Regions from separate parts of the Mus musculus genome. Here regions 1, 2, 3, 4, 5 and 7 are each linked to region 6. The links are chromatin contacts, called in public Hi-C, HiChIP or PLAC-seq and promoter capture Hi-C maps. All regions are on one chromosome and are shown on one strand. Each heading gives the region's core, a stretch centred on a gene start, on an enhancer-like site or on the middle of the called end of the contact. The rest is flanking DNA. Distances are from core to core; before and after follow the strand shown. Region 1 overlaps E130304I02Rik (RIKEN cDNA E130304I02 gene). Region 2 has its middle 34 kb from the start of Gm30483. Region 3 has its middle 28 kb from the start of Gm38990. Region 4 has its middle 43 kb from the start of Gm36234. Region 5 has its middle 12 kb from the start of Gm38990. Region 6 holds the start of Tshz3 (teashirt zinc finger family member 3). Region 7 holds the start of E130304I02Rik (RIKEN cDNA E130304I02 gene).

Region 1 (3,134 bases), core at 317-2,816, 860 kb after region 6:
AGCCGGGAGTAAGTGAGAGAGAGGCCCTTCTCACCTCTGCTGATGAGGGTGATTGCTCATCATGATCGCCTCTCCCAGTGCTCTTTGCAGGAAGGACCAACGTTTGCAAATTACCTTTCAGGTCCCTGACTATCAGACTCGGCAAAGCAGCCGCTAGCACGGCCTGGGCTCAATAAATGTTTAATTAATTAATCAATCAAGCCAAATCAAACACGAGTGTGATTATCTAGATATTTCTATCTATACACCATGAGGTGGCTCATTAATTGCTTTTTTTCTCTTTTAAACTTTTCTACTGAAATGAGAATATGTTTGGGAATTAGGTAGACGTAGCCTTAAAGGTTTTTATTTATAAAAAAAAAACTGATACGTATGAAATATTCTAAGAGTATCCACCAGAACAGATTGCTGCTAAAACAATCGTTGTTATCCTAAAGTCAATGCCTTACTGTTCATACTGCTGAGGTAATAAAATACCACAGCTTGTGAGGAGACAAGGGGTTTTTTTGTTTGTTTGTTTGTTTGGCTTTTTTTTTTAATCTGCAAATATGGTTCTATGCACATAAAAAGCCAAACTCCAGAGAACCTGCATCAGCACTATTCTGCCCAGGGTGAATGGCCTCACTTGCGCTAATCACAAGGACAAAGGGATGCTCTGTTGCATGAGATTCTTAATTGTGCTTCTCCCTGTGGGATCCCGTCAGAATCTCCCGGTGCCGCAGCTCTGTAAGAAAATATTGCATTGGGTCAAGTGGAGGAAAGTAAAAAGCTGATAATCAAATATCCACGATAGGCAGACGTGCTGTCTGGTTCCCGCACTTAATAAACTTGCAGTGGATGCCGAAGGTTTCTGAGAAACACCCCACAGCCTCCCGAGTCTCCGCTGGGTTCTGCATCTTCACACAGTCACTTAAGACCATAAATTATCTGCCTCGGTTTCATTTAAAGATCATAAGATGCTGGGATTTTATACTGTTTATTTTGAGCTATAAATACTAGCCTTGGTCTTTCTGGGTATTAATGTGATGGTAATTGTGCTCCTGGTGGGTTTGGAACAGAATAAATGAATGGCATTCCTAAGGCCCACCAGCCAGTGGGTACTCTGGGCTTTCGCCCCTTCTTCTGTCCCTGGTAGCATCTCAACACACAAACCCCATACCTCAGGAAAGTGCACTAGACAGAGCAGGGCACCGTAGCAGGTTTAGTCCAAGTGGAAATTTTCTGGTAGCTTCCAGAAGGCAAAATAATAATAATTCACAAAGAAAGCATCTTCCTTATTCCCTCGAGATTTGCCTCGGTTTTTTTTTTTTTTTTTTTTTTTAAGATCTTCTGGGTTGACTTCGAGCGCTCGCTCGCTCGCACATTCGTCTGGGAAGTAGTGATCTGGCAGCATCCCTCAGCTCAGAGATGTGCCAGGAGGACTCCAGCAACTCATCGAGGCCTCCGATTCCTCACAGACTGAGCCCCAGCACAGAGACGCGTGATCCCTACCATAAGCGCTGCCTTCACAGGCTGTCGGGGAGTGTGAACCCGGGACAGCAGAACTGGCTGGAAGCCCAGCAATAGCCACTTCCTCCCTCGCCTCAGCGGCACAAACACTCAGATCAATGCTGTTGCTTCAGAGTCTGTTCCGTTCCAACATTGTCAACACACGTTTCAGCCACACGTCGTCCACAAATACACATGCCAACACACACAGCCGTCACACGTCCGTCTTCACCGTCAACTCTTTACCTTTAAATGATGCGAGGCCTGTGTCCCAGTTTGCTTCACTGTTCCTGGGATAAACATTGACCTAAACCCAAGCCTGGGAGAAAGGGGAGTGTTTGACTTCCCAGTTACAGTCCACTATCAAAGAAAACGGAGGCAGGGAATCAAGGTGGGAAGCTGGAGGCAGGAACTGAGAGATCATAAAGGAACCCTGCATACTGGCTTGTTCCCCGTGCCTCTGTCATCCACCTTTTTCATATAGCCAAAACCCACCAGCACAATCAATCATTAACAAAACCAAACAAACAAATCCTGTACAGATGTGTCCACAGGCCAATGTAATGGGGGCGATTCCTCAATCCAAGTTCCCTCTTCCCAGGTATAGCTAGGTTTGTATCAAGTTGCCAGAAACTGTGACAGTGTGCAAAGGAACAGACCAATCAGGACTGCCACTGTCTCCCTGGGGCTCTGTTGTGCCTACTTCAGGCAATTCATCCCACAGGCTCTCTGGAGATCTGATGTCTAATCAAGTCACCAAGGCTTTGGTGAATGTCTGGGAATCTTGCAACCATGAAAAATCACCTGGATCTTGGGTTACATGCCTCCGGGATCTGAGCCTGCACCCCAGGACGTGAGCATGCATCCCAGGATCTCAGCCTGCTTTCTAGGATCTGAGCATTCACTCCAGGACCTGAGGGTGTGTCCTGGGATCAGCACCTATGACAAAGCAGTGAAGCAGCATGGGAAGAGATGACGCTTGGGTGTATAAGACCCCAAAGCAAGCACTTCCCCTCCCATAGGAATTGTGTTTTCATACCTGACTCCTTCTCCATTGAGTGTGGTTAAACCTTAACAAGGGACAGCACTGGAAGAACCAGGTCCCAAAGAATCTGTGTCATCCATGTTAAAAAGAAGAGGCCAAGCCAAACATGGTGCTCCCAGGTCTGGAAGGCAAGATCACAAATTCAAGGCCAGCCTGGGCTACATAGAAACAATCCAACTTTAGAAGAACATGGAGAGAGGGGAGATGGAACATTTTAAAATTCCTTTGCTCTGCATAGTGGCATGCATTTTTAATTCTAGCACTAAGGAATCTGAGGCAGGAAGATCTCCAGTTCAAAGCTAGCTTGGATGCATAGTGAGTTCAGGATCAGCCTGGGCTACACAGTGAGTTCAAGGTTAGCTTTTTTTTTTTTTTTTGAGATCCTGTGATACACACACACACACACACACACACACACACACATACACACAAAATAATGGACAGATGACTGGTTGGTAGATCAATTGATGGGTATGATAGATCCATTGATAGGTAGCTAGATTATAGAGAGATAGGCAAGCAGATAGATGGTAGATAGATAATAGATCAATAGGTAGATGAGCAAAAGTAAGAAAGGGGGGATAATAATGTGTCTCTTGGA
Region 2 (3,271 bases), core at 38-2,537, 660 kb before region 6:
TAGATTTCCATGCAGCAGGCCTGATCCCACCATCTGTAAAGTTCTAGGTTTTTTGTAATACTTCTAAGCTGTTTCTAATCTATTTTTACTGCCTTGTTCTGTCCTGAAATGTCAAAGAGTGCAGACTAGGTCTAGGAATTAACATGACAGTTAAGAAACTTGGCAAGGCTTTACAGCAGATTGTGACATTAACGGAACACAAAGGGGCAAGGCAGGATTAACGTTAATGCTCGCTTGCAGACACTATAAAAATCTATATGTCCGCGATCAGGGAATTGAAAAATAGGCTGCGTTTTAGGACAGCACTATTAAAGACAGATCTTTACAGCGAAGGGAGAGTTCCATATGAAAAGCACGTTACAGGGAAATAGTGCCCTGGTCCCTTCTGGAAAGTACAACAGGTTTGCGTCCTAGGTCAAGTAGGCATACAGCTCACTATGGCTGCCAATCCCCCCCCCAGTACCACCCCCCCCCTGCCCACACCCCTGGTTTCTTTAATCTGCGGTGAAACTGCCTTGGAAGCACTAATAGCATCCGCAGTCCCCCACCCCACCCCCCAGCCCCGGCACCCCCCTCCACCCCCACCCCCCATCCCTGGCCCCCGGCCCCAGCACCGCCCCGGCCCCAGCTGTGGAAGAGATCCTTTGATAGATGTACCTAGAAGCGGGATCATTTGTTTAGATTCTCAGATTGAAAAAATAAATCACATAGGGCCAACTTTTAATTTCATTTTAGGAAGGTTTCAAAGAACTGTATGCAGGAAGGCGTGCTGAGTCGTTCTCTCTCTCTCTCTCTCTCTCTCTCTCTCTCTCTCTCTCTCTCTCTCTCTCTCCCTTAATTCTTCCGTGGTGATTGTATAAACACTAATGACCTGACCTCCTTGGCGGGCTCCTGAATTCTGATTGGGGAACTAAGTCTTGGCATTTTAATCATGTGACTGCACCCACAGGGAAGGGTGGACGGAGCTGGTGCCGCTTACAGGCTCCCCGGGGTGCAGACTCCAAATCCCGGACCCACTCTTCTGGTCCGCATGACCTCAGGGCAGTTTAGCAACTTCTCTGGACCTCAGAGTCTTCCCTCCGGAGTGGAGGAAACAAATGTGTACCCACAAGGGAGTGTGTGCCTGTGAAGTCCCGGCGTACAGTAACTGCCGGCGCAGTTATTTTTGTTCCTTTGTTTTTAATTGGAGTGGAGTGGTAAGAATCTGTGAGGGTAGGGAGGGCGGAGGGGAGTCCTGGCCTTTAAACACAGTCTACTCCCCACGGAGTCAGCGCAGCTGCTATCAAAGAAACCTTTCTTCTAGAAAGATCTCTGATCCCATGTGTACTCTGGCCGCCTCCCTCCAGGGAGGCTGGGGGCTGAAACACAGCTGCTAGCTCAGATCTTTGGCCTGTCTGCTTTGCATGCCAGCACCCCAGGCCTCTGTTTATCCACCTGTAAATAGGGCACACTAGCACCTCCTACGAGTTGAGAATAAAACCAGTCAGCCAATAGGAAGTTCTGTGGGTTTAAAAGAGTGTGGATCCAAAAGGAATCAGAGTCCGTATTTGACAGAGATGTCTGAAAGCCTATGGCCATTGCTGCACTGCAGCTGATGCACGGGGCCAGCTTAGGTGCCTACCAACAGGAGAACAGGGAAAGACCACGTGAGATACACACACAGTAGAGTGTTAGTCGGTCATAAAGAGAAAATGGAAACACGTTCCCTGCAGAAGGAAAGCGGATGAAGTCAGAGGTTGTCATGGTCAGTGAAATAAGCCAGATACAAATAAATATACAATGTTGGCTCTCATGTGGAATCTAGAACAAAAATGTATAGGAAAAATAGAAAAGGGGTATAGATAATAGCAAGGAATAAGAAGGAAGGGTGAAAGAGCTGTCAAGGGGGAAATAGAACACACTCACCTATGGAGTTAATATACATTCTTTTAAAAAGAGAAAAAGATCCAAAGTGATGATAAGTAAGCAAGCCCCTTTTGCTAAGGTGGGGCAATATTTAAAAATAACAGCTAGTAGCTCTGGCTGTCCTAGAGCTAGCTCTGCAGAGCAAAATGGCTTCAAACTCAGAGTTCCGCCTGCCTCTGCCTGGGATTAAAGGTGTTTGCTACCACATGGGAATTGTGGGAGGTTTTGTTTTGTGTTGTGTTTGTTTGTTTGTTTCCAGGGCTGTTATGGGGATAGCTATGCCCCTCTGTCTATGCAGGACAGGGCCCACCTAGGCAGCCCATCTCAGCTTAAACACATGGCCCAAGAGGCTAAGAGAAGCTTGTCTGGTGCGGTGTTCTGCAGGGTCATTGCTGGCTTGCTGATGTCTCTGGGAGTGTCCCTGCAAACGTTGACTGATTCAGCCTAGGTGGCTTGTCCCCAGAAAGGGATGACACTGAGCCCAGTGTTTCAAAGCGATCTGGAGCAACGGTCCCTCACACCAGGGCCCAAGGACCAAGTAAGATTTTATGCCACCCCTGCTCACAAAGTTCTCCCTACAAGCACCCCGTGATCCCCATTAGCAACAAGGACTTTGCGACCTACTAGTCTGAGGTGAAGAAGCTGAGGGGCGGGAGACATCGTTGGCCAGGAACACATGGTGCCTGTCTGAACACACGCTTTAGATGTGCGTATATGCATTTGCTCACTCGGCTCACTCTTCTCCCAGGTGACCCTCCTAGCTGTAGGTGTGAACCCCTTCCCCTGCCCTCAGCGTCTACCTTAGCTTCTTCTCTGGTGTCTCAGGCTTCTATGACTGAGTTTATGCTCATATCCCAGACTCGCTGGGCTGCATATGTCCATTCCCTCCCATCCCACCTCCCACCTTCACCCCCCAATGGCTTTTTATCCTGGGGAATGCTGTCAAAGCCAGCTGCACTTACATGGTGCCACCAGTAGATGGCAGCATCTGCACAGCAGTGAAATCCATGTTTTTTGGGTTTTTTTTTTTTTTTCCCCTGCTCACTGGAAACTCCAGGGCAGCAGTTCTCAACCCGTGGGTCTCCATCTCCCAGAGACTATCTGAAAACACAGATATTTACATTAAAATTCATAACAGCAGCAAAATTGCAGTTACCAAGAAGCAACGGAACAATTTTATGGCTAGGGGTCACCACAACATGAGGAACTGTGTTAAAGGGTCACAGCATTAGGAAGGTTGAGAACCACTGCTCTAGGCCTTCTGAACCTAGAATGTTCCAGCAACAGCCTTGGGTCCATATAGTCCCACAAGTAAGGTGAGAGGGAAGCTGGAGACATCACTGGTCTAGCAACCTCTGTCTCGGAA
Region 3 (2,954 bases), core at 155-2,654, 710 kb after region 6:
AGTATGTGTACTCTGGAAGGAGAGGTTTCAGATCCAAACTATAACACAAGGAGAGCTTATTCCATTTAACAGACATGGAGAAGCCCCTGCCTGGTCCTCCTGGTCTAAAAGGTTCTAGAAGACATAGTAGCTTACCATCCCTGTCTTCCAAGGGATGTCTTTTCCGGAGCAGGCCACATTAAGGTAGAGTGGGAGAGTGTAGATTCATGGTATGTACACTTCGGGTAGGCAAGAGTACGCATACACACAAACAAGGCTGGTTCCAAAGCAGGCAGGGATGGTGGGCACGTGGAGGAAGGCCAGACCACACAGGCTGGTGGGAAACTCATTGAGGGTCTGGTTGGCACAGTCCTGAGACTCCTGTGGGGACTTGTATGGGAGCCAGATGGAACATAAGTAAATATCAACTGTAGCCTCCTTTAAATCAAACGGAATGGGGCACCGGGAGGGCCTCCTCCCCAAACAAGGCAATTAGCCCATCACAAGGAGAACAGCCACGGGAGGTCACCATGACCCCATCAGCTGACATTTATAGAGTGCCTACCACTTGCCAGGCGCTGCTGCCAGGGTCGCACACAGATGGACCTATTTCATCCGCCCATGGCATTTTTATGACTCCCATTTGCAAGCAAGAAAACAGAGGCTGTAGAGCGACAAACTAACACATTCAAAGTCACATGGGTACAGGGCAGAACAGGGGTTCAAATCTGGGCACCTGTCTCTTGGCTCCTCCTCTTGGCTAGATGTTCAATCTGGGTAATCACAAAAACAGTGGGAACTTTAGGGTTCTTTCCCAGCCGTGTTTTTCTGGGTCAATGTTAACACACATGCACACGCTCAACACACGCGCATGCACACCCATACACATGCATTCACACACATACAAACACACACACACACACACATGCACACACAAGCTTTCCAGCCTTTCTCAAGTCCCATGTCACACATCCACGGCACATACAAGAATATGGGACTCTGAGGTAGTTTCTCAACCCTCATGGAAGCTGATGGAACCACAGAGTCAAATTAATTACAAGACACTCATTCTTAAGAAGAATATGTCTTTTTCCAAAAGAGGCTAGGGCGTGTGAGCAGAAGCGAGAGCCAAATGACGTCTGAGCCATACAGCCAATAAATTAATTTCATGTGGGAGGAAAAAAAAAAAAGCTGGACTGGCCCAGGGTTATTAAAGACCCCGTCAGCATAAAGATCTCATTGTGACACAGACCTCTCTGGCGGGGTCTCATCGGCTGAAGCTGTTTTAGATTCTAGAGTCCCCTGTGCCTAGCAAAGATTCCACATCAAATGCAGAAAAGATGGACCTGTCTAGACATCCCATTGCATGTAAGAAATAAAAAAAAAAAAAAATGCACACATCGTTCTTGTCAGTCTCTAGAAGGAGGGCCTGTGCAGAGCTCCAGCCAGGCTGCTGGCAGCTGGCAGCGCTGGGGAGGGAGTACAAACACAGCCGTTCTGACTCAGGAAGAGCCTTTTGTAGAAATTATTAGTGAGCTTCTAGAAGATTCCGAGGGCTGTGACTGAAAATTAAAGGGGGCAGTTTTTATTGTGGAGGCAACGGTCGCCTGAGAGATGTAGAGAGACACACGTCAGTGAGTTGTGCATGGAACACAGGCTAACCTACATCAAAATTGGTGGTCCTACAGCCAACGCTGAGCTCAAAGCTCTCTTTGACATGACCAGGAAACAGGGAGGCCCTGAAAGCCAGGGAGGAGGGGGAGGTCTAGTTAATCTCATTAGTAGCAACAGGAGTGGAGCCATTCAACACGTGAGTGTTTATTCAACAACCATTCTGGGCAGAGCTGCTAGGAACTAGTGTTCGGTGCTGGTGGAGATGTAGAGGGTGTATGTCCTCATGACACTCTCAGTGCAGGAACCAGACCTGGCATGAAAGGACACACAGGACCCTGTCCACCTCTCTACCCTCACCCATACTTTTCACATGGGCAACAGAACTTCCGCCATTAGAATTCAACCTAGGGCCATCCTATTTCCTGCTTCCTCTTTCCCTTCCTTTTCCCTTCTCCCACCCCAAAGTGCTTGGTCTAACCTTTGTTTATCTGAATGTTCTCACTTCTTCCTCATAGAGTCACCTCAGCCACCCTTGCAAAGTCCCTTTCTTTCCCCTCCCATGAGTTGACATAACATATCAAGGCCATTGTCTTGGCTCTTTTGTGTTGGTTGCTGTGATAAAATGCCTAAGTCTAGATAACTTACAAAATAAAGAGGTTCATTTAGCTCATGAGTCCACCTACTGAAAGTTCCAAAGAGCACATAATACCAGCATCCCGCAGGAGGCCTCCAAACTACATCACAATATGTTAGGGAGGTGGAAAGTTGCCATGAGCAGAAAGGGTCAAGGTGTGAGTTTGTATAACAAACTTGTCTAGAGAGATAGAAGTAACCTATTCCTGAGAGTGGAGGCTTCACAACCCAGTTACTTGCCAGTAGGTCCCACCTGGTAAAGGTCCCATCACATCAACACTCCACACTAGAAACCAAGCTTTATGGTTACTTGTTTGTACTGTCTCTCCAAGGCTACATTATCACCAGCCTGGGGCAAAGACCTAACCAGCTTTGAGAACTTAGAAATCTGGTGAACCCTGGAGTGTTAGGCATCCACCCAGTGCCTTAAACTGTGAAGGATAACAGAGCGTCATGAGATGGCCATAGAGGTTATAGAGAATCCAATTGAAGTAAGTTAAAAAGCACCTCATAAAGGGACATTTAGGTCTAAATGTACTAGTGTTGTATGGTACAATTCCTGGAGAGCTGCAAAGAAAGGTCTATCCCCAACCACCACAAGCAGAAAATCTACAACAGATGGAAGCAAGGATTAGCACTAAATCCAACTGGGTGAGCCAAATGAGTTTTACTGGGGTTACTTACAGTCTGGGTGAGGGGTTACTTACAGGAGTGTGGGTAAAGGGTTA
Region 4 (3,076 bases), core at 37-2,536, 820 kb after region 6:
CAGCAGGACGTGAGCATACGGGGTGAAGAGGATGTGAAGATACAGAGAGAAGTCAACCCTCAGTGGCTACAGAGGGATGTCTCAGAAAAAAGCAGCCCTGTCAACTCTTCAATCTTAGACACACAGCCTCAGAGGAGTGAGGAAGTACATTTCTGTCATGTAAGCTGCCCAGCCTGTGGCACTTAGTTACAGTAACACTAGCAGATGAATGTACTTTTGAACCCCAACATTCAAGAGCTGAGTGTGTGTAGTTCAGTGGTAGAGCCCCTGCCTAGAATCCCAGGTGAGGGGCTGGGAGTGTGGCTCAGTGGTAGAGCCCCTGCCTAGAATTCCCCAGTAAGGGGTTAGGGGTATGGCTCAGTGGTAGAGCATCTGCCTAGAATCCCCCAGTGAGGGCCTGGGGCCATGGCTCAGTGGTAGATCACCTGTCTAACATATCCAGAGCCCTGGGTTCCATCCCTAGCTCTGCAAGAAAATAAAAATACGCGACTGATTTGCCTTTTCTTGTGTTCAGCTCCACCAGCTGTCTTCTATATGTCTCCTACAGTTGGTGTAAGGAGGCTGAAATAACAATGAGCCCCACAACTTCAGTCTGTGAGTGATCTCCATTTCCCACCTTGTGCCTGGCCACTAGACCCCCAAGTGAACCACACTCTGTCCCTGTGAGCCTGCCCCCGGTGCCAATATGTATAGGAGTGACCTGCTGAAACACCAAGCACCCACACCAGATTGGGCACTTCCTGGCATCTTCCCACTGTGGTTGTACCTACTGGGCTAGTCCCTAAATGGGTGTGACATCAGACACAGTGTCCAGCTCAGACTTCAGAGCGCCCGATCACCTTGCTGTACCTCTGCCACTGCCCATCTACCCCTGGGTTCCTGACACCTCTCTGCTTCCATACTGCTAGTCCTAGCTCTCTGCAGAAGGTGAGGACAGGGGTGCGGGAGGAGAGCAGGGGCTCCCAGGGCTCAGCTCAACTTTACAAGGGGACAAATGGACCATTTCATTTCCCAAAATAGCCTTCCAAGAACACTCCCATACGGAGCCATAAAAAAAGGCTTAGACCCAAGATTTTTTAGAGGGGATTTTATATCCGTGAGTATCTATCGAGTTTTATGCCCCTTCGGGGTGTCCGTGGGCTGTGGGCAGAGTGGAAAGGGCCTTTCATTAACCACAGGAATCAAGCAATGGCTAGAAACAAGTTGGGCTCTTCGCCCTCTGGTTTTAAGGTAATTCTTGGGAGTTTTAAAAGTCCTTTCCCCAGCCTAGAGCAGGCAGTGGGCTGAAGCGCAGCGCCCTCTGGTGGTTGTTGATGTTCAGCGTCCTAGCCCCAGGTCCAGCAGGAGGCTGGAAGCCTGGGCCATCAGCCAAAACATCAGCATTACAGAACAGATGGGGGACCTTTGGAACCTTGAGGGGCTGCTGACCTGCAGCATGGGCTGAGTCCAGGTCCCCCATGCACATGTGGTCATGCAAAGGGCATAAGCATGTGGGAGCACACATAGGGGCGTGCTTGTGGTCAGCCTCTGAGGAACAATGTCACCCATAGTGAGCCGGAAACATAAGATTCTCTCTTCCTTGCGTTCTCTCTCCCCAGTGCTCAGACCTTGGAGCCAGGACCCCCGATGTTTCCCTCTCCCCCACTATCTCCAATCATCTTCTCCACTTACCAACAACAGGCTTCTTATGCGCATGTGAGTGTGTGTGTGTGTGTGTGTGTGTGTGTGTGTGTGTGTGTGTGTGCGTGTGTGCCGTGCGTGCGCATGGACAGTCCACAGCTGAGGGGATACAATATGTGCTCCGAGGTCCCCATAATGTAGATCAGCACATGCCCTTCTGACATTTTTGTATTGAAGCCAAACCGCAAGTCCCAGGGCCCTGGGCACAGAAGTACATAGGGGCTTAAAGGGGTCTATCCAAGCCAGCGGATCCCTCTTAAGTCTGCCCAGCACCCAGCCACACCTGAGAGAGCAAGGCAGTGCAGGTATTACTGAGAATGCAGGTTTGAGAGAGTCCAACCCCTGAAAGAGTGGCTCCATTTCCTCATCTGTACAGTAGAGGCCAAGCTCAGAACATGCTAAGACCCAGCACAAGCCGCACAGAAAGCCACACTGGTATGTAAACATACTTTCTATTGCTGTGATAAACACAGACACCAAGAGCAACTTGGGGAAGAAAGGATTTATTTCAGCTTAGGGAACTTAAGACGAGAACTGAATCAGAGACCATGGAGATGTACTTCGTCCTGGCTTGCCCCTCACCCCCCACCCCGTGGCTTGCTCATCCTGCTTCCTTATACAAGCTAGAACCACCTGCCATGGGTGCCACCGCCTCCAGTGAGCTGGGCCCTCTCAACAAACTCATCCCCAGAACAATTCAATGGAGGCATTTTCTCCATTGAAATCCCCTTCCCAGATGACTCTAGCCTGTGTCAAGGTAACAAACTCCACCAGCACACCTGGCCTGTGCTGTGAACACCAGCCCTAAACCATCACTGCCCACCCTCTTATCTACACGACTCCTTCCGCACTAATAATATACATCCTACCAAGTGTGCGCAATAACCAAATGACCCATAAAAGGCCCAGACTTTCCTGCGGGCCCAACCATCTCCATTTCCCATCAGCCCGTGAGGACAGAGGACATCTTCCTCCCCACGGGATCCCATAGGCATCAGACCTCAGGCCTGGCCATCCCCCATCTGTCTGCAATCCTAGTTCTCTCACTCGGAGGCCCCTACTGTCAAGCTTTCCTGTCACATAGATTATAGAGGAGGCTAAGACAGCCAGGACAGAAGTCTAGAAACAGCTCTGATGGGACGAGAGAGGAGGCCAGTGTGCTTCCATCTGGAACTTCAAAACTTCTCCAGAGACAGCCTGTGCTCTGCACTGAATGCAAGCCCCTGTCAGCACACCAGGCCCACCTCCACTCTTCCCCCCACCCAAGCTTGCATCCAGAGCACCCCACAAACACAGGTTGTAGCTAAAAGTACGCAAATCAGGAACCGGGACGTTGCTAACTCTCACGGCAGCATTAACTCATTCGCTAGCACATATGGGGTATTTGGATCCCAGT
Region 5 (3,037 bases), core at 480-2,979, 750 kb after region 6:
GATGATCCCCAAATCACTCTATTCTGCCCTTTCAGCACCTGTCTACCGCAAGCCTTACTGCAGCCCACTGTCTAATTTAATTCACATACTTATTGATATACTTGAAACAACTGCCAATATTTTAAAATCAGATTTCACAAGAAAATCCAGGGGAAAAAAATGTATGTTTTTCTTAAAAAATCAGAAAGTCCGACAATGTTAAGCCTGGGTTCAACTGGAGGGAGCCAGGGAGAGTTCCCCTGAGATAGGATGCAGACTAATTAGGCACTGTCTTCTGTCTCCGCCCCTCCCTTTCACCTAACTCCTGTTCAGAGGGTACCCTGTGCAAACACCCTGTTGTTCCCTAAAGACCACAAGAAATTCAGCTCTTCCCTAGGTGCCTTTCCTAGTCACCCCACCCCCACCTATCAAAAGGTTTTCTAGAACAAGCTACTCCAGTGCCCACAGGTCAGCTCTGGGTTCCTCCCCAAGACACACGTGTTAGCCATGTCCTATGACAAGAGCAGCATGGACTTATGGACAGATGGCTCTGGGGATTCGTGAAACATCTAGAAAATTAGCAGTATCTCAGAGAAAACTGCAACCAAGCCAAATTCATGACCCAAGGTCAAAGGCCTTGTGCCCATTTCACAGACTGAGCGTGCCATAGAGGGGTCGTTCCCCACTTTTCTCTACACCTTACAGTATGAAGGCCCACGAGCAGGTTGTAGGGGAGAGATCTGTCACCATGGGTAGGGTACATGCAGGCAGAAGTTGGGGAATCCTGATTGGCTGATTCTGGGAACTGGCATTCTGGGCAGAGCTTTAAAAAGGATAATGTATCTTTAAGGCCAGGTGCCCTTCAGGGAGTGTAGTGAATAAATGTCTCTGGAAAGCCTGTAAATATTCCATTGCCTCTCTGTCATTACTACTATGAAATGATAATGAAGCATGAAAGAAATATAATTCCATATTCAGATGACAGCATTAGCCTCCATAAGCAAACTGAAATATTTATTAGTAAAATGTTCGGTATCTACGCCTGTAATCTAAAAAAAAAAAAAAAAAAAAAAAGGACAAAAATGTTTTATAATAAAAAAGAGATTGAATGTGGAGGTAAAATGTGGTTGGCTGATTTTATTGCTTATTATTAAATCCTGGCAAAACAATTATTTTTTTCTTTTCATTAGTAAGACACCCAAATTAAAACTATGCCCTCCGGCTGCAGGTTTACAGTAGTGATTAAGAACAAGGGATCGTGATACATGGGGCTTTTGACAATGGCGTAATCAAATTCATTTGTATTGTTCAATCTTTCACTGACAAATATTTTTACAGTAAAATATACCAAACAAAGAATCGCGTGCAACAACTATCAATACAGAGGAATTAGGAAACCTTGTCATTATTTAAAAAGCGAACGGATACGACGTTGCCATAATCTTGAATACAAACGGTAGTGTGTAGTTAATTAGGGTAATTATTGCCTAAATTGTGCTTAATTGTCTTATACTGAATAGGGCCCATGAAGGAAGCTTTTTGAGCTTCCTACAATGCCCGAGTACCACCAAACTCCTGAGTTATAATTTAATAAGTTTTGATGGTATTTCCTATAAGTCAGAAAATACACCTGAATCGAGCTAAAAGGCAGACAGGAGCCATGCGCCCTGACCTCTCTTTCACCTTATTGAAAAAGAGGCGTAAGAGAGTCATTTAGTGGTGCAGTCACTTGAGCGGTCTGGTACTGGGAGCACATTCCTTAAAGGAAAAGGGAGAGAGAGTGGGGAGAGGGGAAAAAAAAAACAAACCACAGGGTCTTTGAAGTGAATGAAAAATTAGAAATTCAAGTGACCACGATCAATTCTGAAACACTGCACAAAATTAATTACAGTTTTGCATCAGAAGCAAGGATGTAGATTTCAGACAGGCGATGTCATTTATCTCAACCTGCACAATACACAAGGCGATTAAAAAGCCAACTGTGTCCCCACCTCCCGAGTCTAGGGCCTCTCTGAGGCTGTGAAGTACAAATGATTAACTCCGAATTATGCAAGGGACTGCACGTGCTTTAGCCTGAATGGAGTGCGCAGCAAGTCCCGAGAGCTGGAGAGGGACAGATCCGAGGCTCTTTATCAAAATCCGGTCTGGCCACCACCCCACCCCCGACAGAATCGAGATAAATTACAGGGAGAGCCGGCCAGCACTGCTGAGGGCTTGCTCTGCAAACTCCAGATCGCCCTTGCTTCTGTGTTTAATTGCTTGTCTTGAATTTGAATGTTTGGAAGAGCAGGCTCAAGAACTGACTCCATTCTACAGACAACTCTGACCAAACCCAAATGGCTTCCCCATTCATGTGGAGTCTGTCACGGGAGGTGAAATATTTGGCTTTGTGAGCCCTGATTCGGGAAAGCGCCATACCCAAAACAGGTATCCCCTGAGGATGCCCCTCCCTCTTGCCAGCCAAATTAATCCTAGCCATTAGCCTAAGAACCTTCAGCATCCAGGTGGCTGAGAGATGTCCCCAGGTTTGGATCCACAACTGAACCCCACAGTGAAACCTCTTTGTATCCCCTTTATCTGACCCAAGACTCTGATACTGCCCTCCCCCTTAATTAAAAAAAAAAAAAAAAAAACAGGCAAGATTCACATGTGTTCAAAATACATCTTAACTCTGTTGTCAAAATGAACTCAGTATTAGAAAGGCTGACAGATTTTCCCCACTCTGAGAAACCACACATGGTATGTTACACCACACACACACACACACACACACACACACACACACACACACACAGGGTGTCTGCTTCCTGAAACCCTGCGTTCACAGCTGACTTATTAACACAAAAGATGCCAAGTTGAAAACTGTCACTTTAAGATTTGTAAACACAGATCCTCACTTTACAAACCCTGAGGTCTCGAACTCCCTCTAGGTTTCCTTGCAAACCCTGGGCTGCCTCCCCTGACCAGACTGGGCTTTACCACCTTTTCTTCATCTGCCACTTGCAGATTGCTTAAACACAGGCAGGGACCGCCCACTGCAACTATGGACACTGCCTTC
Region 6 (3,353 bases), core at 258-2,757:
ATGGTTGCTTCCCTGTGACCCTGGTAAAGAGACTGAAGGCCAGAGTGCAGCTGAGGTGGGAGCCCCGCTGGTCTGATGGCAATCACCAGCAGCAGCAGCCTGCATAGCACCATCACTAGCCTGTATCCCACCAGCACGTGGAACATTACCTCGGTGACCCTTCTTCGCTCAGCCCTCCCCTCTTTTATCAAAAGAGAAGTGAGAAGAAAGAAGATTAAAGAAAAGGACTCCTAAGCAACCTTCCCCTTCAGGCAGCGTCTGAGCCTCTGCACGTCTGAGTGTTATTCATATCAAAATACATCACGTCCATATGTGGTCCTCTCTCGGCAAGCCGCCCCAAATCCCTGAAGTTGCACTGACAGGGCCCTCCTGACGTCACGGAGCTTGGCCTCACTATTGCAAGTGATTTATTGATGTTTATTGGGAATGAATAGATCAAAGGCACAGGCATGACGGGCGATCAATCAGTCATCAAATCAAGGGTGGCAACCGGCCAGAAACCCTTCTTCCAGCCAACGTGCCCCCAACCGACATTATTGCAAAATAATGTTATGTGTGTGGGTTTTGTTTTGTTTTCAATGAATCTCTTTTCCAGAAGGAAAAAAAAAAAAAAATCAGCTCAGTCCTAACAGGAGTTGACGTTCCTGGCAGAAAAAGAGAGGGAGGGGGGAGTACTCAGATATGTCCCAGAACTAAGTGCTAGAAAAGGGTAGGGAGCAGCAGCGGAAAGAGAGGGAGGGGGTAAGAAGACATTCAGGAATGGAGGAAATGTCAGCATCCAACACTGACCTGACAGTCATCTGACAATACCCAGACCCAGTGCGCTCTGGTTTCCACCGCTGTACCGGGTTTGGGCCCAATAAATGAAGAATCAATCGAATTAGCAGTAAGGTGGCCAGAGGGATCCGCTAGCTCACTCTTGCTCGCTCTGGTCCCGGTAGTCACCGGGTACTGCCCGGGACAACGCGGAAGATGTCCCAGAGAACTCAGGTGACCCCGCCCGCCCCCCACCAAAAGGCACGGGTTGGAGAGCGCCTTCCCCGCTGCAGCCGGATCGGCAGAGGCGGGGACCTAAGCCGGCTCGGTGGTCCCCAGGAGGGTGTGCGAGCCGGTCGAGCGAAGAACATAGCGGGGCAACTGGGGGGCGCGCGCACCCGGGCAGGAGAGCCCCGAGCCAGCCGGGCTCCCGGAGTTACTCAGCGCCCGCAGAGACAGACAGAAAATGAGAGAGAGGCGAGGAGTGCGGCGAGCAACGCGGGGGCCGGCGGCCCAGAGGCGCGGCGCGAGCAGAGGAAGAGGAGGAGGACCGGAGGAGGAAGGGGAAGCCGCTCGTACCTGCTGCGCGCCGGGGCGCCTGCTGCTTCCTCCTCGGCATGATGCTTCTCCCGCGACTGCCACCGCCGCCGCCGCCGCCGCCGCCGCTGCCGGGCTGAGCCGAGGGAGGGAGGGGCGGCGGGGGGGGGGCGAGGCGGGCCTGCTCGCAGCCTCCCCCCCGGAGAGCGGCCGCCCGCAGGATGCTGCTGCGCCCCGGCTCTCCGCGTCCCCCCCTCGCTGCGCTCCGCCGCGATCCCCGAACGTGCGGAGGGAAGGAGGGCGGGCAAGGGAGGCGCGGGGAAGGAGGAGCGCGAGGGGGAGGAGGAGGCAGAGGAGGAGGAGGAGGAGGAGGAGGACCGCGCTGCCGGCGGAATGGGAAGTTTGACAAATCGCTCCAGAGGCCCGAGGAGGAGGGGGCGGGGAGGAGCGGTCGCCCTGCCCCCCCCCCGCCCCGTCCCCAGACGAGGTGCGCGGGGTTCGGGGCTGGGGGGCGGGGAGTGAAGGAGGAGAAGGCGGGCAGAGAGATGAGAGGAGGAGCCCAGGAGCGACCCCGGTCGGTCCTGCCCCGCTTCCCGCCCCCAGGCAGGGAGGTCAAGGCATGGGGGGGGGGGGGGTGGAGGGGGGGCGCAGCCGCCGCCGCCGCGGCCCGGGGCTCAGCGGTCCAGTCTTCTGCCCACGGCGCGGCTGGAGCGGCGGCGTCGGCAACAGGCAAGCTTAAAGGAAAAGGAGATGATCGTGTCACTCGCCTGCCCGCGGAGGCGCCCCCAGCCTGGGTCCTGGCCCGGACGCCTGCCCAGGGCCCCCCGCCCAAGTCCAGACACCCGGAGCTGGCCCTCCGTCTCCGCCCCGAGCGCTCTCGCAAAGGCGCGGGGTCCGCCCTGCGGAGCGCGTCCCGGGGCGCCCACAGCCCCCGCCCATCCCTCTTCCCCACCCGGTCTCAACCCCGGGCTGCTCCCGGCTGCCCCTCCCGGCCCACACTCCTCTCCACCCGCCGCGTGCAGCCCCAGAGCGCTCCCCTAGTTGGGATGGTACCCCTATCAAAGATGCCAGGGCCCCGGGGGTGCCCTGGAGAGAAGATGTGCGGGCTGACATGGGTGTGGGCTCTGGGTCTTCCCTCCTGGGACCTACAGTGGCTACCTCCTTCCGTTCCCCCACCCCACCCCCGCCACAAACTTTCCCAGGCTTGTTTCGGGGGTAAGCATGGGAGGGGGCACCTCCAAGTTTCCTTTACTGACTTTGGGACGATCACCGTCTCAGCACCCCGCGTCTCGCCCCCTTGGGCTACTGGCCGCGCCCCCCACCCACTGCGTCGGAGGTTGCCAAGGCGGGAACGGGGGAGGGAGAAGAAACTCGGGTTCCCCTGCCCATCCCCCGCCGGGGTGCGCCCTGGACAGGGTACTGCCCCAGCCGCTCCCAGCTTAGGGGCAGTTCTGGACGAAGGGGATTGATTATTGATTGAGTGATTGGGGTCGCAGAGGCTCCGGGCAGACTCGGCCGATGTGCCCCGGGAAGGAGGCGGCTGGAAGGCTGCGGTGGCGACAGGGCGACGTGGGCTCACTTACTCTGGTGGTGAGGGCGCGGGTGGGCTGGAATTCACGCGGGCGACCCTCGAGCGGTGGCGGCTGAGCGCCAGCCAGAGCTTGAGAGGCGCGGGCGGCGGCGCATCGATGCGCTGCGGGCTCGATTGCGTCTCCCTGGGCCAGCTCTTAGGCCGGGAATGGGGCGGCCGCGGCGCAGCGGGCTCTGGGCGGCGGTGGCTGGGGTGGCCTCTGGGCCCCCAGCTCCCGGGAGCAGCACTATATCTGGGTGCTCCGGCTGGGACCCTGAAACCCACGTGAGCCCCGAGGCCCACAGTCTACCCGAGGGCCGGCACCCTGCGCCCCAGGACTAGCTGCCTGAGCGCACTGGGAGCTGCAAACCCTGGCCTTCCTTTCTTGCTTCTTTTTTTCTTCTTCTTCCTCTTATTTTAAACTTATTCTTCTCTTCCCTCTTATTCAGCCCTGTCTCTTTTTCATGCTTTCTTTGTGGTTGGTTTTTCA
Region 7 (3,076 bases), core at 172-2,671, 900 kb after region 6:
ACGAATCAATAAATGCTTTTTTAAATTTTAAACATAAAAAAAAAAAAGAAAGTATTTTTGACCCAGAGCCAGCACTGCCTCTCATCAGACATACGGTTAGGACCTCTACATTTTTCAGCATACGATGCCTGAAAAAAATAATAGCTCCAATTAGAGCCTGGTATGGTGGAGACACATCTACTCTCCCAAGCTACCCTGGAGGGCTGAGGCAGGAGGTTCACAACTTCAAATGTCTGCCTGGGCTAACTACATAAGGAATTAGAAGCCAGGATGAGTTGTTTCAGGAAACTCAATAGCTCAGTGGAAGAGCATTTATCTAGGAGGTATGTGGTTCAATGGGTAAAGGTACTCGCTGCCAAGTCTGAAGGTTTGAGTTCAATATCAGAACCCATACCATGGAAGGAAAGAACAGACTCCTGAAAATTCTCCTCTGACCACAAGTCTCCACAAATAACAATAAATAAATACGTAGATAATATTTTGTGTGTGTGAATGGCTTACTTATCTGTATACCTGAGCACCATGTGTGTGTCTGGAGTCTGTGGAGGTCAGAAGAAGGCCAGAGCTTCTGAGTCCCTGGAAGTGGAGTTACACATGGTTGTGAGCCACTGTATGAGTGCTGGAAACCAAACCTGTGTCCTCTATAAGAGCAACCACGGAGCCATCGCTCCAACCCTCGCTCCAGCCATCACTCCAGCCATCGCTCCAGCCCTCGATAAACTTTAAAAAAAAAAAAAAAAAAAAAAGTCCAGCCAGATTCACAAGCACAAGGATGTAAAGAACGATGGGGTAAATGAGGGGATGAAGAATGCCCCAGCAGGTTGAGGCCACAGTGGATATCAACTGAGTTCTAGACCAACACCAGCTCTGACAGGACCTGGATGGCCACAGCATCTGCCCAGAGCCTTAAGGCCCTTTCTGCCAGAGGGCGTGGTCTGTGGTGGCTCCACCCCACCACAGCCCCGCCCACGCCGCGCGCCTCCAGGCTCACCTGACCGGCTCGCCGCTCACGTGATCTGTCTCGGCGCCGCCATCTTGGAGCCACGGCCGAGGAAGGGGCAAAAAGGGGGAAAGAGAGGGAAAGGAGTCGGGAGCGAGGCGGACGAGGGCGAGGGTACGGTGGGGTCCCGGCCGGCCAAAGGAGGCTCGCAGGAGCAGCAGCCCGCCGCCCGACCGCAGGTACCGCGCCCCGGGCCGCCCCTCCGCTTGAGCGCCGCCGGCCATGTGCGGCCTCGCTGGTGACGCCCGCTTCCTCCTCGCCGGTGACGCCCGCGGCACTGCCACGCACCCGAGCCTGAGCTCCAGGGCCCTGTGTGTACTGTCGTCCCTCTGTCGGGCCTGTGGAGACCCCGGGCCCGCCGTGCCGCTGGGGGTGGGGGTCCCGTTGCTCCCCAGGTCCCGCTGAAGCGCCTTTGCCTTCTGGAGACGTGAAAGCGCTTAGGCCAGCCAGGATGGAGCTTAAGTTTCTTTAATCCCCCGTCCTTTAAGCACTGCGTGGTGTAGGAAATGCCAGCGCAAACGAAAAATAGCAATCGTGGCCTCCCACACGTACACATCCTCTGGGATTGACTGATCTTTCCAGAGATCGCTGAGACCATTGGTGAAAGTGCCCACCTTTCCAGACCTGGGGCATCCCGATCGTTGTTTGGAGTCCGAGGCCTGGGTGATTAATTAGGTCCAGGCAGCCACCCCCACCAAAGGTTGCTGACAGTGGACAGGAATTTGCTTTCAGTCTACATGGCCCAAGGCAATTACTGGATTTACCCCCTTTTCTGTCTGAGTTTGTACTTTCTACTCTACTGGTCTGATTCTGTGTATGGATTGCTATATTGATTAAAAAGAGAAAGTTTGACCCTTCATTCCTTTACCATGGTAACTCTGGAAACTCGGAGGATGCCCTAGCGGTGTACTAATTTTACTTAACTGTAATCGCTAAGTTACTTTCTAAGGGAACCGAATAAGCCTACTTTAAAGCAACAATAGGAAAACAGTAGCCAAAAAAAAAAAGGAGGACCAGGGCAGGAAACTGCTTTGGAGAATATATAGGTCAAGCCACGTTGTCGCATCTTTTCATGGTACTCTTCTGCCCACTGTGTTTGACTAATTTACATAATCACCCCTTAGGCTGTAATTTCGGTTAAAGTTAGAATAGCAATATGTCATTTATTATTCCATATTGGTTAGAAAATTATGTCAGTAAAAGCAGTAGTTTGCTGAGTGAATTACTTACATGGAGGGGGAGGTTTAAAATATACAATTGTTAGAAGTTTTCCAGGCTGATTTGTTTTAGCTTCTGCAAAATCCTCTACTTGTTAAGTAAATTATGTAAATTTGCCTCACACAATTACATTGCATGAACAGCTTTCCGAAATTTCTTTTCAATGTTAAGTATTGGAAGTTTCTTCACTGCCGAAATAAGTTACTGTGTTTCGCCCGCCAATGGAGAGACGTGTTTGATGGTGTTTATTTCCTTCTTGGCCACAGCTGGATTGTGAATATCGATCCAGGAGACTATCTGTTTCAGAAATTGATTGGAAAGACACTGGCTCTGCCACTAACAGCCATGTAACCTTGGGTAAGTCACTTACATCTCACTGAGATGCCTTATTTATAAACCGCCACCACTGTGACTGGACCCACAGAACTCTGAGCAAACGAAGCTGTTTGCTGCTGCCTAGCATCCATCCGGTGCTGTTACTTGATCATGCTCACCTTGAGCATGGAAAGGGAAATCGGTATACTAGGGAAAGCGTGGTTTGAGTTCTGAAGCCAGGCACTGTTTCACGTCTGTGAGCCTCAGAGGTGTTCCTTGACACTTTGTGTCCAAAGAAGGGCTTGGCCACCAGGAATTACAGGAATATTACAGGAAATGGACGCAGGCCTAATTCTGGGTTTGCAGCTCCAGGACAGGTGGTCTTCAGCGCTATGTTTGGCATGTGTGTTTCATAAATTACAATGAAGCTGAACACTACTTGATGTTAGCTACGACTGTGTTTTAATTGTAGCTGCAAAGTCAAAATATTGTCCCAGGCTAGGTGCAGGTAAGACACTCTATACTATGAAACCAGTATACTTC

Evidence for each region. Promoter capture Hi-C pulls out the DNA fragments that hold promoters and counts their contacts. Hi-C and Micro-C count contacts between places; a contact is called where the count stands out from the background. HiChIP or PLAC-seq counts read pairs in DNA pulled down with a chosen protein or histone mark.
Region 1: a promoter capture Hi-C map of liver shows a contact between it and region 6, with 2.3 times the contacts expected there. The contact joins the enhancer-like site here to the promoter of Tshz3 in region 6. A contact is called at or near these places in 4 of 39 promoter capture datasets (the 3T3-L1 cell line, cranial neural crest, hippocampal neurons and 1 more), 2 of 484 Hi-C or Micro-C datasets (cerebral cortex and cortical neurons) and 11 of 115 datasets of contacts at active chromatin or transcription factors (SST interneurons, astrocytes, differentiating embryonic stem cells and 8 more).
Region 2: an H3K4me3 HiChIP or PLAC-seq map of forebrain shows a contact between it and region 6, with 7 times the contacts expected there. The contact joins the enhancer-like site here to the promoter of Tshz3 in region 6. A contact is called at or near these places in 13 of 39 promoter capture datasets (the 3T3-L1 cell line, cranial neural crest, embryonic stem cells and 5 more), 1 of 15 datasets of contacts at CTCF or cohesin (stem cell-derived epiblast-like cells), 11 of 484 Hi-C or Micro-C datasets (embryonic fibroblasts, embryonic stem cells and nephron progenitors), 21 of 115 datasets of contacts at active chromatin or transcription factors (craniofacial prominence, embryonic basal ganglia, embryonic brain and 11 more) and 2 of 9 other capture datasets (embryonic stem cells and liver).
Region 3: a contact with region 6 is called in a Hi-C map of uterus, with 3 times the contacts expected there. The contact joins the enhancer-like site here to the promoter of Tshz3 in region 6. A contact is called at or near these places in 4 of 39 promoter capture datasets (the 3T3-L1 cell line, cranial neural crest, frontonasal cranial neural crest and 1 more), 3 of 484 Hi-C or Micro-C datasets (all in uterus) and 7 of 115 datasets of contacts at active chromatin or transcription factors (craniofacial prominence, embryonic basal ganglia, embryonic forebrain and 4 more).
Region 4: a contact with region 6 is called in a Hi-C map of cortical neurons, with 2.4 times the contacts expected there. The contact joins the enhancer-like site here to the promoter of Tshz3 in region 6. A contact is called at or near these places in 8 of 39 promoter capture datasets (the 3T3-L1 cell line, cranial neural crest, frontonasal cranial neural crest and 4 more), 7 of 484 Hi-C or Micro-C datasets (cerebral cortex, cortical neurons, gonadal supporting cells and 2 more), 15 of 115 datasets of contacts at active chromatin or transcription factors (astrocytes, craniofacial prominence, differentiating embryonic stem cells and 11 more) and 1 of 9 other capture datasets (embryonic stem cells).
Region 5: a contact with region 6 is called in an H3K4me3 HiChIP or PLAC-seq map of neural tube, with 10 times the contacts expected there. The contact joins the enhancer-like site here to the promoter of Tshz3 in region 6. A contact is called at or near these places in 2 of 39 promoter capture datasets (the C10 cell line and hippocampal neurons), 12 of 115 datasets of contacts at active chromatin or transcription factors (astrocytes, craniofacial prominence, differentiating embryonic stem cells and 9 more) and 1 of 9 other capture datasets (embryonic stem cells).
Region 7: a contact with region 6 is called in an H3K4me3 HiChIP or PLAC-seq map of embryonic forebrain, with 3 times the contacts expected there. The contact joins the promoter of E130304I02Rik here to the promoter of Tshz3 in region 6. A contact is called at or near these places in 4 of 39 promoter capture datasets (3T3-L1-derived adipocytes, cranial neural crest, hippocampal neurons and 1 more), 3 of 484 Hi-C or Micro-C datasets (cerebral cortex and embryonic stem cells), 10 of 115 datasets of contacts at active chromatin or transcription factors (the SCID.adh cell line, differentiating embryonic stem cells, embryonic forebrain and 4 more) and 1 of 9 other capture datasets (adipose tissue).

What each region holds. Positions count from the first base shown.
Region 1 is chr7:35,835,478-35,838,611 of GRCm38.p6, reverse strand. It overlaps E130304I02Rik (RIKEN cDNA E130304I02 gene), which reads right to left. Exons shown (of 3, transcript NR_033567.1): 3 at 538-724. Among named protein-coding and RNA genes, the nearest start is that of Zfp507, 34 kb to the right of the region's middle. Within about 2 kb of position 1,566, at least 20 of the 459 cell types and tissues checked have an H3K27ac peak or open chromatin away from gene starts, as enhancers often do. A contact at or near this core is called in cerebral cortex, cortical neurons and liver, where this site is marked.
Region 2 is chr7:37,359,962-37,363,232 of GRCm38.p6, reverse strand. It overlaps a transcript of Zfp536 not described here. Among named protein-coding and RNA genes, the nearest start is that of Gm30483, 34 kb to the right of the region's middle. Within about 2 kb of position 1,287, at least 70 of the 459 cell types and tissues checked have an H3K27ac peak or open chromatin away from gene starts, as enhancers often do. A contact at or near this core is called in embryonic fibroblasts, embryonic forebrain, forebrain and 3 more, where this site is marked.
Region 3 is chr7:35,987,136-35,990,089 of GRCm38.p6, reverse strand. No RefSeq gene overlaps it. Among named protein-coding and RNA genes, the nearest start is that of Gm38990, 28 kb to the right of the region's middle. Within about 2 kb of position 1,404, at least 18 of the 459 cell types and tissues checked have an H3K27ac peak or open chromatin away from gene starts, as enhancers often do. A contact at or near this core is called in uterus, where this site is marked.
Region 4 is chr7:35,878,376-35,881,451 of GRCm38.p6, reverse strand. No RefSeq gene overlaps it. Among named protein-coding and RNA genes, the nearest start is that of Gm36234, 43 kb to the left of the region's middle. Within about 2 kb of position 1,286, at least 15 of the 459 cell types and tissues checked have an H3K27ac peak or open chromatin away from gene starts, as enhancers often do. A contact at or near this core is called in cerebral cortex and cortical neurons, where this site is marked.
Region 5 is chr7:35,947,648-35,950,684 of GRCm38.p6, reverse strand. No RefSeq gene overlaps it. Among named protein-coding and RNA genes, the nearest start is that of Gm38990, 12 kb to the left of the region's middle. Within about 2 kb of position 1,729, at least 27 of the 459 cell types and tissues checked have an H3K27ac peak or open chromatin away from gene starts, as enhancers often do. A contact at or near this core is called in embryonic basal ganglia and neural tube, where this site is marked.
Region 6 is chr7:36,696,272-36,699,624 of GRCm38.p6, reverse strand. It overlaps Tshz3 (teashirt zinc finger family member 3), which reads right to left and starts at 1,507. Exons shown (of 2, transcript NM_172298.3): 1 at 1,336-1,507. The coding sequence starts at 1,375. Gm36722 (zinc finger X-linked protein ZXDB-like) reads left to right here and starts at 1,403. Exons shown (of 3, transcript XM_030243157.1): 1 at 1,403-3,353. The coding sequence starts at 1,515. The coding sequence ends at 2,762.
Region 7 is chr7:35,800,937-35,804,012 of GRCm38.p6, reverse strand. E130304I02Rik (RIKEN cDNA E130304I02 gene) reads right to left here and starts at 1,421. Exons shown (of 3, transcript NR_033567.1): 1 at 992-1,421. Zfp507 (zinc finger protein 507) reads left to right here and starts at 1,024. Exons shown (of 7, transcript NM_177739.3): 1 at 1,024-1,179; 2 at 2,485-2,575.